Linked DNA regions of Mus musculus: region 2 is linked to region 1. The links are chromatin contacts, called in public promoter capture Hi-C maps. All regions are on one chromosome and are shown on one strand. Each heading gives the region's core, a stretch centred on a gene start, on an enhancer-like site or on the middle of the called end of the contact. The rest is flanking DNA. Distances are from core to core; before and after follow the strand shown. Region 1 holds the start of Sec61g (SEC61, gamma subunit). Region 2 holds the start of 8430419K02Rik (a long non-coding RNA gene).

What was found. Capture Hi-C pulls out chosen DNA fragments and counts their contacts.
Region 2: a promoter capture Hi-C map of liver shows a contact between it and region 1, with 4 times the contacts expected there. The contact joins the promoter of 8430419K02Rik here to the promoter of Sec61g in region 1. A contact is called at or near these places in 1 of 39 promoter capture datasets (pre-B cells) and 1 of 9 other capture datasets (liver).

What each region holds. Positions count from the first base shown.
Region 1 is chr11:16,506,790-16,512,940 of GRCm38.p6, reverse strand. Sec61g (SEC61, gamma subunit) reads left to right here and starts at 4,457. Exons shown (of 4, transcript NM_011343.3): 1 at 4,457-4,837. The coding sequence starts at 4,748.
Region 2 is chr11:18,875,236-18,881,227 of GRCm38.p6, reverse strand. 8430419K02Rik (a long non-coding RNA gene) reads left to right here and starts at 3,618. Exons shown (of 4, transcript XR_003949854.1): 1 at 3,618-5,992. It overlaps Meis1 (Meis homeobox 1), which reads left to right. Exons shown (of 12, transcript NM_010789.3): 12 at 1-800.

The DNA.
Region 1 (6,151 bases), core at 3,208-5,707:
ACAACAATATGAACTAACCAGTACCCCCCTGGTGCTCATGTCTCTAGCTGCATATGAATCAGAAAATGGCCTAGTTGGCCGTCAGTGGAAAGAGAGGCCCATTAGTCGTGCAAACTTTATATGCCTCAGTACAGGGAAACGACAGGGCCAAGAAGTGGGAGTGGGTGGATGGGGGATTGGTAGGGCAGCGTGTGGGGGACTTTTGGGATAGCATTGGAAATGTAAATGAAATAAAAAAGAAAAGAAAAGAAAGTGGTCTCTCTCTAGTCTATATTGACCTATATAATATCTATTTCAAGAGTTTGCACAAATTTCCTATAAATGTCTAAATGCTTTGAGTGCTTGGTTGTTGTTGTTTTTTTAAGACAGTGTTTCTTTTGGTAGTCCTTGATGTCATGGAACTCTCTTTGTAGACCAGGCTGGCCTGGAACTCGCAGAGATCCAACTGCCTCTGCCTCTTGGGTGCTGGGATTAATGGTAGGCACCACTACCCTGGCAAAACACTACATATTTTGTGTGTATGGCTTAGCGACCATATTATTTCTATGGCTGCACTCTGTTCCAAGAAAATAAATGGGACTGCATACAAATTACACAGTTCCATCATTTCAAGAAATCGTTCTTGGTCATGATGTATTATGTTTGCTGTACATAGCTGGATTCTATCCATTAGCAGGCCAGGGTTGCTTGAATCTAGACATATCTGGAAGAGTGGGGATTAGGTTAAAGTATTTGTAGTGCTGATTTCAAGCCCTGAGTTGGAATGGGCTCCCTTATCTTTGTTGGCTCTGAGTGTGTCCTCCAGGATTTCTTCCCTGGTATGAATGAAAACCAGTTCACTAGTCCAACACTTTTAGTTATAAATTAAGAATTCAACTTCATTAATGTGTCTATATCTTGTTACAAAAATTTATTAACTAACATTTACATATTAAACTGAAACACACATTGCACATTAGTGTTCATTCTCTGCGTACTTCTACATGGTCCAACAAATACAACATATGTCAGCACTGAAATGACATCCAGAAGTTCCAACTGAACTGGCAGTCTCCTGCGCTCCACCATTCCCTCCTTTCTATAGCCCAGGACACTCCTGACTAGCTGCTGATCTTTTTCTGTCCTTCACAGTTTTCCTTTTGTAGAGTATTGTATGCATGGAATCAAAGGTTACATAGACTTCTCAGATTGGCTTCTTGTAATTAGTAATCTGACCTTAACTTCATGACTTTTCACGTGGATCACTCACTAGTTTCTTTTGGTACAATCTTGATTTGTCCAGCCTATTTAAGCACACAGCTATTGAAGTATATTGTTTTTCTCTATGTCATGGCAATTAAGAAAGAAAAGCTAATAAAATAGCTATAGGTTTCTGTGTAAACATGGCATTTTCTATTGTTGGAGGGTAGTATGGAGAACTGTCCTGGTTGGTTTTTGTCAACTTTACTTAAACCTAGACATATCTGAGAAGACAAAACTACAATTGAGACTATGTCCCAAACAGCCCATATAATTGGCCTATTGGTAAGCCTGTGGGACATTTTCTTAAATAGTGACTGATAGTTCCAGCTGATTGTGGGTGTTGCCACCCCTATAAAGGGCCTAGGGTATATAAGAAAACACATTGAACAAGCCATATGGATCAAACCTATAAGCAGTGTTCCTCCATGGCTCCTGCTTCATTTCCTGTCTTGGTATTGTTGCCCTGCTTGAGTTCCTGCCCTGACTTCTCTCAGAGATGGACTACTACTTGGAAATGGAAGATGACATAGATCCCTTCCCTCCTTAAGTTGCTTTCGGGCGTGATGTAAACACAGCAATAGAGAACTTAGCTAAGACAAGGATTATGGGTACCTTTGGTAAGGAATTTCCAGTTTGTCTCCCAAAGTGGCTTTATCATTTATCTTCCTACAAGCAAAGTGATCCCCTTTAACCTTGCATCCTTGTGGAAACTTGATGCTGTCTATGTTTTGTTTTGTTTTTCACCCTATTGCTGGGTATATACTCAACAGAATTCCAAAAAACACCACGTCTGTGCTTTCATGCTTATACAGCTCTTCTTGTGGCAGCAAAGATATGGAGTCACCCAAAGTATCTACCAACAGAAGAATGGTTGTAAAATATGATATGAATGTACAATAGAATTACATTCATAAAGAGTAAAATTCTATCACATGGGAAAACACTGAAGACCCTGGAGTGTGGCAAGTTTAATACAATCTCTCATATGGAATCTAGTAAACTTGATCTCACTGAAGCTAGTAAACTCGTTACTGGAAGAGAAAAAAATATGATGTTGTCAAAGTACATAATATTAGGTAGGAGAAATTTCTAAAATGTGTCTTAGGATACGTTGTAGCTCAGTGTTATACTAATTGTCTAGCATGCACACAGCTCTGGGTTCAACCCCTAACACCACAAATAAGCAAGCAAGTAAGCAATAACAACAATCACATAAATATGGGGGCAAATGAGAAGTAAATACAGGAAATCCCTCCTCTTTGAGTAAGTTTACTGAGTAAGAGGTAGTAGGCAACCCACAGGTCAGAAACAAGATATCATTTCATAAGACTTATATCAGTGGCTCCTCAGCCTGCGGCCACCTGTGGAACTCAGAACAACCGTGTGAATCATTGAAACCTGAGCAGAAGAATAGAAGAATACTACCAGAACTGTCTAAAAGAAAAGGAGACAGAGTCACATGGCATTCACTGGGCTGAAAACCTGGTGAGAACCAACCAAAGTTTACACAGGGAACTGTCACACAGATGCAAAGCAATGCATACACAGGATCCTAGGAAAAATGCACACATAGACTCTGGAAAAGGACAGGATGAACTCTCAGGGTAACCTGGGTTACTAGGTGGGAGGGTAACTGTCTTAGTCAGGGTTTCTTTTTTTTTTTTTTTTTTTGGTTTTTTGAGACAGGGTTTCTCTTTATAGCTCTGGCTGTCCTGGAGCTCACTTTGTAGACCAGGCTGGCCTCGAACTCAGAAATCCGCCTGCCTCTGCCTCCCGAGTGCTGGGATTAAAGACGTGCGCCACCATGCCCAGCTTTAGTCAGGGTTTCTATTGCTGCACAAACATCATGACCACGAAGCAAGTTGGGGAGGAAAGGGTTTAATCAGCTTGCACTTCCATACTGTTGTTCATCACTGAAGAAGTCAGGACTGGAACTCAAGCAGGTCAGGGAGCAGGAGCTGATGCAGAGGCCATGGAGAGGCCAATCATTCTTATTGATTTGCTTCCCCTGGCTTGCTCAGCTTGCTTTCTCATAGAACACAAGACTACCAGCCCAGAGATGACACCTCCCACAAGGGGCCTTTCCCCCTTGATCACTAATTGAGAAAATACCCCACAGCTGGATCTCATGGAGGCATTTCCTCAACTGAAGCTCCTTTCTCTGTGATTACTCCAGCTGTGTCAAGTTGACACAAAAACCCAGCCAGTAAGTAACCTAATTTGGATAATCCTTCACAGTATGCTAGAAGTTTGTCACCTATATTTAGCTGCCCTGTTTTAGTGGTTTTAAAAATCATATTTTTTTGTTTTACTCAGTTCCACTTCTCCTGAATTCTTATGGATTCTGTGTTTCTTTAAACATCATTAATATATGAATCACTCTCCTGTTTTATCTTTTTGCAGTGTTTAATCCTGGGCTTGAATGTGTATATATATATTTGTTTTGTTTTGAGACGTTTTTCATATAACCCAAGCTGTCCTTCAAATTTCTATGTAGCTAAGGGTGACCTGGAACATCTACACACCTCCTATTCTCAAGTGATAGATTTATAGATGCGTACTTATACTGAAACAACCACGAAAAACATAAGAATGTTATAATACAGTAGCTGCATTAACCCCTTTTATATCCAAAGGCCAAGTTATGCCAGATTGACAGTTGTCACTTCCCAATATATGGCTGCAAGCTGAGTTAAAAAAAGAAACTCTAATTGCTCATTTTGAATATACAAAAACAACTCCTTCAAATAGCAAAGAACTAATGTTTCAAGGTAGTGCTTCATGACACTTGCAAACCTGCTGTATCTTTTTTAGTGATTGGAAGAAAATTTTTATAGGTCTTTTAGATACTAATGGTAGAATTATGGTTTGTGCTCCATATGAAAGCAAAGTATTGTAATCTGTTTCACAGTACTTGCCCGAGGTTGCACGTGAAATGAAGTAAAAACTCTTCAAAGCCTACTGATAGAGCCAATCAAGATTATCCAAGCAACAAATCTTAACTCAGAAATGTCAAATGTATTGCACTCAGAGACTGTTAGTACCAGCAGTACATCTAATTCCTCATTGGGGACAAGAAAGTTCTAGGTAGGCGGTCTTAATTCCCTCTATATTCCCATGAATAATAAGCAGAAAGTCATTTTCCGGGAATGGAGAATAGTTTGAATTAGGTCGTTCATACTGAGATGTTTGTTTCATTTTTGATCAGTGACATTATTTGCATGCGCAGCGGGGAGACTCATAGCTGTAGCGCAGACACTCACTCACTAACTAACTAGCGACACTTCGTGGATTTACGTTGAGGCTGCTGGAGAGGCTGCTGGAGAGGCTGCGCCCGAGACCGGGAGGCGAACAATCGGGAACCAAGATCCCACACCGCCCGCCCGTTCAGCTGGAGAGACCCGAATCGCTCAGGTCGGCCTCTGCTCGGGAAGCCGGGAGAAACACACGTAGCACTGCGCCGGCGTAGTGACGTCTCTGCGTGAAGAGCCAATTGAAAGGAGGAATGGGCGGGCTGTGGGTTGCCAGCTTCCGGTTCCGTTGGGCTCGGTTCTCTCCTGAGCTACGTGTCTCTACGCTCTCAATCCGCCATCCAGTAAGTAAGGATTTTCTCATGAGTGGTAGGTAGGGGAAAGCTGGTCTAGGGTTCATGGCACAAAGGGGCCGCGGGATGGGAGGCCAGGGACACGGAGGGACCAGGGGAGGTGAAGAAACTGGAGGTACGAGCGTCCGGTGGGATGATTGGGGCCGGGATCTAAGTGGGCGCGAGATGAGCGGGCCTGGGGGTCGTGGAGATCAAAGGAACCCCCGGGGAAAGGGGCGGCGAAGGGGCCACGGGCTGGGGTCACGAGGACGTCCTTGATAAGCCTGGAGGCCAGGAGCTGGACCTGGAAGCTGCAGAACTGTGGACAAGTTGGCTGAGCCGGGTCGCTGATGGACAGGTGGACAGAGAGCCATTCATTTATGAAAAGGGCAAAATCCAGGCACAGGTTCTACCTACGTAGCCTCAGATGGAATTAGCCAGTCAAGACCTCTAAGGAGGAGGGTTTCCAAAAGTTCACGAACTCAGAGCTTAGCGTCTGGATCTAGGGTTCAGCCTTCTCCCTGAACATCCCCTGCCTGAACATCCTCACACTGTTGGTGAACTCATTGTCTCTTGTGGCTTCCAGAGCCTGATGCTTTGAACCTCTTGTGAAGTTGTGTTCAGGTGTCGAAATTTAAAGTAAAAGTGTTTGATCAGTAGTCAGCATCGAGAAGTCTTAGTGGACTCGTGCTCTCCTCTAACAGCGAGTGCAGTGGTTGGTCTAGTGGTTTTAGGGCTGTTGGATTTGAAGAACAGCTAAATGAAACACCGAGAAAACAGGCGTCCCTTTGCTTTCTGTATCAGGCTGTGAATTGATTTCTTAGTGTGTACCTTAAGTGGTTCAGCTATTTGTCCACTGTTCACGGCTTAAAACTGGGACCCAGCAGGGCTTCTATTTTCTAGCTAGAGAGTGTAATTATCATCTGACTTCTAAGACCTGGAAATGGAGTACAAATACTGTGGCTCCGTTACCAGTGGCTCTCAGAGTCGTTGTATTCTTAATAGAGTTTCAAAAGAACCTCAAAATATTCAAACCTAAACATTTAGCTGAAGGCTTTGCAGAATCTGAATCTTGCCAATTTTTGTTGTTTGGAATATTCATCTGTCTGCCCACCCCAAGAAATCTACTTTTACTTAAATATATTATATGGGCATGACTTCCAGCAACTTGATTGGAGTGTACTCTTGCCTCCATTTTAGGCTCTTGTTACACCATAGTTGGAACTTGTTGTAGTAGATCCTAAGTTTTCAATAGTTTGAACTTTAAAAAGTAGTATTAAGCGTAACTATTTTTTGGTTTCTTAGCCGGAATAGTTAGATGAATGT
Region 2 (5,992 bases), core at 2,369-4,868, 2.4 Mb before region 1:
TTAAAATAACTATCAGGCAGAAGAATCTTTCTTCTTGCCTAGGATTTCAGCCATGTGCGTGCGCTCTCTCTCTCTCTCTCTCTCTCTCTCTCTCTCTCTCTCTCTCTCTCTCTCTCTCTCTTCTCCTCCCTCTCCCTCTTTCTAGCCTGGGGCTTGAATTTGCATGTCTAATTCATTTACTCACCATATTTGAATTGGCCTGAACAGATGTAAATCGGGAAGGATGGGAAAAACTGCAGTCACCAACAATGATTAATCAGCTGTTGCAGGCAGTGTCTTAAGGAGACTGGTAGGAGGAGGCATGGAAACCCAAAGGCCGTGTGTGTTTAGAAGCCTAACTGTCACATCAAGCATCATCGTCCCCATGCAACAACAACCATCACCTTATACATCACTTCCTGTTTTATGCAGCTCAAAAAACATAGACTGAAGATTTATTTTTTAATATGTTGACTTTGTTTCTCAGCAAAGCATTGGTCATGTGTGTATTTTTCCATAGTCCCACCTTGGAGCATTTATGTAGACATTGTAAATAAATTTTGTGCAAAAAGGACTGGAAAGATGAACTGTATTATTGCATTTATTTTGTTTTTTTTTTTGTGAAAGTAGCAGATTAGTGCAAGGTGGCATGCATATAAGGTTAACTGAGTGGGGTACGCTAATTATACTTTTTGTTGTGGATAAAAAATGCTTGTCAATAGCCTTTTTCTATCAAGAAAACAAGGAGCTAATTATTAATAACAGTCATGGCACACTGTGTCCTATCTTAGCATTTAAAAGTATGCAAACTCCAGGTCCAGCTTCAGTCATTGAGTGCAGTCATGACGTCAGACTCCAGAATGAAAAGGTTATTTTTTGTCATTCTGACTTTACTGCTTACAAGATGTGTCCCTCAAACTTTTAATGATTAGTACAGCATTTTTAATGATAACAAACAATTAGCTCCCTGGGCCATATGTATTTGAAAATTGTAACCACTGAGTAAATTATTTAACAATAACTACTGGATTAAGATGACTTAACGAATTGGTAATACCAACAAAATTAAGGGTTAAAGTCACTAAGCTAGCTGTAGCCTCAGACTTCATTCAGTATTAGTCGCCTACATGATCAGTAAAATCCTGCTGTGACAGAGCTGAAGCCCACAGTCAGCCTTTTGCCAGGGATGTTATCTAGGGCCAGCAGTACATGTTTATTAAGAAATTAACTATATAAAATTGAAGAGACCAGACTTCAAAATCTAATTTTTATAAATATGCTCTATGTTCTCATTGGATAAAACTGGTTATTAACCAATTTTCCAGAACAGCTGTACAGAATTTCTGCATGGCAGCCAGCTAAATGGTTCAAAATAACATGTTTAAGCTGCAATAGCTTATAATTTCACTTAAATAAAATCGCTGCTCTAAAAAGTGCTTCATAAAGCTAAGGGAAATATCCAAATATTTTAATGAAGGCAAATTAATTTTTTAAGAAAACAGCCTTTTGGTTGCTTTGGGAACAAAGGATGAGTCAGAAGCCTTAAACTCTAGCCTGACATTCAGACCCTTGTCACCTTATAAACTGCCCACAGCAATCCTGTTTTCTATTTGGAAAGAGAAACCAGCTGTGGGTTGGCTCTACTCAGTAATGGTAATGGTGAGTCACTGCCTCACCTGCAGGAGCAGAGGTGTGCACTCTCACCTTTTGTTTATGGGGCCTTGTTTCTGACACGTGGGTGTGCAGAAGAGAGAGGGGGTGGGGGAGGGAGGGAGAAGAGAGAGAGAGAGAGAGAGAGAGAGAGAGAGAGAGAGAGAGAGAGAGAGAGAGAGAGAGAGAGAGAGAGAGAGAGAGAGAGAGAGAGAGAGAGAGAGAACGTGAGAGAGGTTGCAGCCTGGTCTCAGAGCTGTTGCCCACCTCGCCCTGCTCGCCCCCCCAAAGATGGGACTGTTTAACTTTCCTATTTTGGCCCCGAGACAATTCTACGACTGCATAAGAGTCCATATTAGTGAAATCATTTTCTTTGATGGGTGGTTAGTTGCAGTTAACAACCATTTATTTACTTTTAAAAATAATAATAAACTTTATAAACTAACCGTCCTTTTACTTCTGCCTCCCCAGTACAAGCCCGGTGAGTCAGCCTTTATTATCCTGGAGGCTCTAGCCTAGTTGGGGTAGGAGGGGGCGGGGTGGGGAGAAAGCCGGGGAGGGGGGAGGAGGGGGAAAGGAGAGGGTGGTGAAAAGAACAGGGGGAGAGGCTGGGGGTGGAGGGGAAGAGTGAGCGCAAGCAAAGGGGGGCTGGGGAATGTGGAGATTAAAAAGAATCATGATCATTAATGTCTAGGAATTAGAAAAAAATAAAGCAAGCTTTTGTGCCATGGTTTCCCCCCTCGGAGTGAGGATTGTGCGAGCCTTGCTCCTCAGGTCTCTCTGTTCCTGCCCCTGACACCCTCCCGTTTAATTCTGTTTTAGCTTTTCCTCTTGTAAATTTCAGAGCCAGCTTTGAGGTTATTGACGACACTTATCGGAAGGAGGAAAATAATAGAGGTGTGGAGAGTGGTTTTGATGTTTCTTAAAGGACAAAAACAAAACGCCCTCCCCTAAACAGGGCACACAATTATACAGGCTTCTTTTTTGGGGGTGGGGGTGGGGGGGTGGGGGGAGTCCGCTGGCTGAATGAGACTAGTATGACTAAGTTTCTTTTACAAAAAATTTAAAAATGTTACCCGATCATATTTAATCAAATGTAATTATAACACATTCAAAATGAATAATATGCCTTGGAAGTATTTTTATTGTTATTGTTCATTGCACGATGTTCGACTGCTTTAGAAGCACAGGAAAGAAGCAAACGCGCTACAAATGGGGAATTACCCTCGTTTAGCATTAAAATTCATTTAGATAAAATTGCCACAAACATTTAAATGGGAAGATTAGTTCCCCCTCACGCCTTATTGCACTCGCTCAATGGTTCCGTTAAGAACATTTTACACGTTGGAAATTCCGTCTTCTCAGACGGCTTGCTGTTTCCTAGTTACACACATTCAAAGCAAAGGCTGCAGCCACGGCAGCCGCAGCAGCGGCAGCAGGGGGAAAAAGTTTGGCAACTGGTCTGCAATTCATCCGCTGCGCCCCTAGTTTCCCTCCACCCTCCCCAGTTCCCCCCCATTAACAGCCCCCCCCCCCGACTTATGTGTTCGAAGAGCCCGGCCTCGAGGAGCCAAGGTTGGTTGTACAGTATTGACAATATTAAACTACAAAGAAATGGAAAGAAGCCGGTGGGTCCCTCTCTGCGTCTCCCGCTTTTGTACGAGGCTGAGGGTTGAGTGCAAATGTGCCGAGTCGCCCGCACCCCGACCCCAGGGCCGCCGGGCGCGCCGCCGTGGCCCGAGACGTCTCCAGGAAATTCGCCACTGCTCTCGCTAGCGCGGTGGTGGAAACGTGTTAAAGGCTCAGCTTGCAAAGTCCTGGCACCGTCCAGTCCCTCCTGGCCCTCTTCTCGCCCCACCCCTCCCCCCGCCGCTCCCCCCCCCCCCCAGCCCCTCACCCCTGTCCTTTCTTTTGAGCCGCAGGAAAAGAGGAAAGTCGTCTTCTACTGCCACCTTTTGGGGATTTGGAAAAACGACGCAGTAGGAGACCGGAGGGAGGCGGAGCGCGGCAGTGTGTTTTGAGGGGGCGGGGGGGAGGGGGGGGGAAGAAACCCCCTTATGATCATGCGTCGGAACTGGCGCCCTTAATCTGATGCTTAAATATTTGATGTGGAAAAATTACCCATAAAATTAGTTACTAACAATTTCAAATTGAAATCACTTATCGAATTATAAGCGCATTAAAGCTGTATGGATGGTATTAGGAGTTCCTTTGGAGGCTGTCTCCTCTCGGGGAACCCGGCCCACGAGTTTTACCGCGGGGAGAGGCGTGCTAGGTGGAGCCCTGGGGAGACCAAACGACAAGGACAGCAGTTGGGGTGCCGGGTCCTAGCGGGCCTAGAGAAGATGGATCTGGGTATGGGGATCGCATTCCGGGCAGAAGCGCATACTGAGTAACTCCAGGGACAAAGTCCGAACGTTGTGAAAGGGGAAAACTGCTCTTTTACGCTGGAATTCCGAGCCTTCAGTGATGCTTTCAGCTCCCCCTGTGTAGGCGGGAGGGGGGTGTTGGGGGTGGGCTGAGAGGAGTTTTGAGATGTCTCTAATGAGACCGCCGCGGCCGGCTCACCCAGCTCCAGCCGCGTCTCAGACTCCCTTTAGTTTCCCTCTGCACGACATCGGGGCTGGGGCTGGGGCTGGAGCTGGTACGTGGGCGGGTGGGTCTCAGTTGTGATCCCACACTACTCCGAGGTACTCGGGGTCTGCAGAAGAGTCCTATGCTTGCCCCCATCCCCACCTCCGCCATCTGAAAGTCAAAGTTAAGAAGAATTAACTGTCTCGGTAGCCTGGGTGTCCATGAGTTAGCGCAAAAGCATATTCAAAGACTTCTTCGGCTCACTCTGGGCTCCGTCAATTGGAACCCCTCAGAGTGGTTTGTAGTTGCCAGAATGCTTTCACAGGACTTTTCCAGACGGAGCCCCGGCTTCCGAATCCCAGGGCGCTCATGGGAGCATGTCGGTGAGAGCTTGGGCCCTGGAGGCTGCCTTGAACAGTCAGGCTGGGCAAGAGGGTGAGCTTCCAGAGTGTATAGCACTCCGGTAGAATGGAGAAGAATAGTGTCACAGTGTGTTGGGCAGAAGCTCCTTCAAGTTTCCTTAAAAGTCCTAGAAACTTCCCCCACTTTGGATCCCACAGGCCCTCGGCCCTTGGGAAGGCAGTTAAAGCAGAAATTGGTGATATAGGTTCTCAACGGGTGTTTGGACCGTAAGCAGGGAGGTGTGGGTTTGTGTGTGGGGCGCCCAGTTTGAGTCATCATTTTTCCTGGTCTCTTCTGTGCTACCCAGCACCCCCTGGCCCTTTGGCAAACCATACCATCAAGGGTAGACGCAGCATTAGAGGCTAAGAGCTCTCTGGTTGGGGGAAAAGATCTGGGCGGGAGAGTTGGGGGTCTTCCTGGGAGACTGAAGCCAAGAAATAATGGGAAGGGTAGGGTTCTCTTTCACATCGAACCAGCCTCCCGCCGCCCCCCCAAAAAGTTTAAAACATTCTCTTCCAAGGCGGAACTGAAAGAAAACACAAACAATATATTGGGCAATCCGCTAGACGTTTGCGTTGTAGAGTCTTTGCCCTAAAAATGATACCCTAGGGTTTTAATAGGGAGATGGGAGGCACTTTTAGGGGCTTGGTTTAGCTGGTGAAGAAGTAACTCCTGTGCTGCTCACGCGCTCAGTCCACCTCAGGGAATTCCGACTCTGAAACTCTGGATTTAGTTTTAATCCAGTCTTCCTTTGATCAACTGTATAATTCCTAGCCCTGACCACCTCTACCCCACACTGTGTTCATTAGGACCAGTGACTTTATTCTCTGGGAGGAAAACTACTCCCAGGTCCTAGCCCATTAGGAAAGCAGAGAGTAGAGTCACCTGCTTCATACACCTACGGGTCCTCTCCCCGGCGTCGTTTTTCTGGCTTGGCACCCTAGCTTCAGGCAGAGTGTACCGGAGAGTTCAGGATCCCACTGTCTGCTTTCTCTGGGTTGGAGACATGACTGAAAGACAGGATGGCCAACTCTCTGGCTCCCCTTCTCTCCTCCCTTTCTTGCTTTTCTGCCTAGGCCTCCCTCACACCTCAGCACTTTTCTCTTCCACCACCCTAAAAGTGACAGGTTCTCCGAATTCACCTGAAGACCCGAGGCTCTAACCTCTCCCAGTCCCCGCAGGCATTGGGGGTGGGGGTGGGGGTGAGCGGCGAGCGCCGAAATCGCTGCAAAACCCTTCTGCCAACCTCACCCACTTTTCTGGATTTGAGTAGGTGACTGCGCATAGAGATCCCCCTTGAAGACGTTGTTGAGCATGGTCTAGGCTTTCAAAGAGCCGGATTCCTCCCTTTCGGGAGATCGAGGGTCACTGATAACGTCACCTCTAA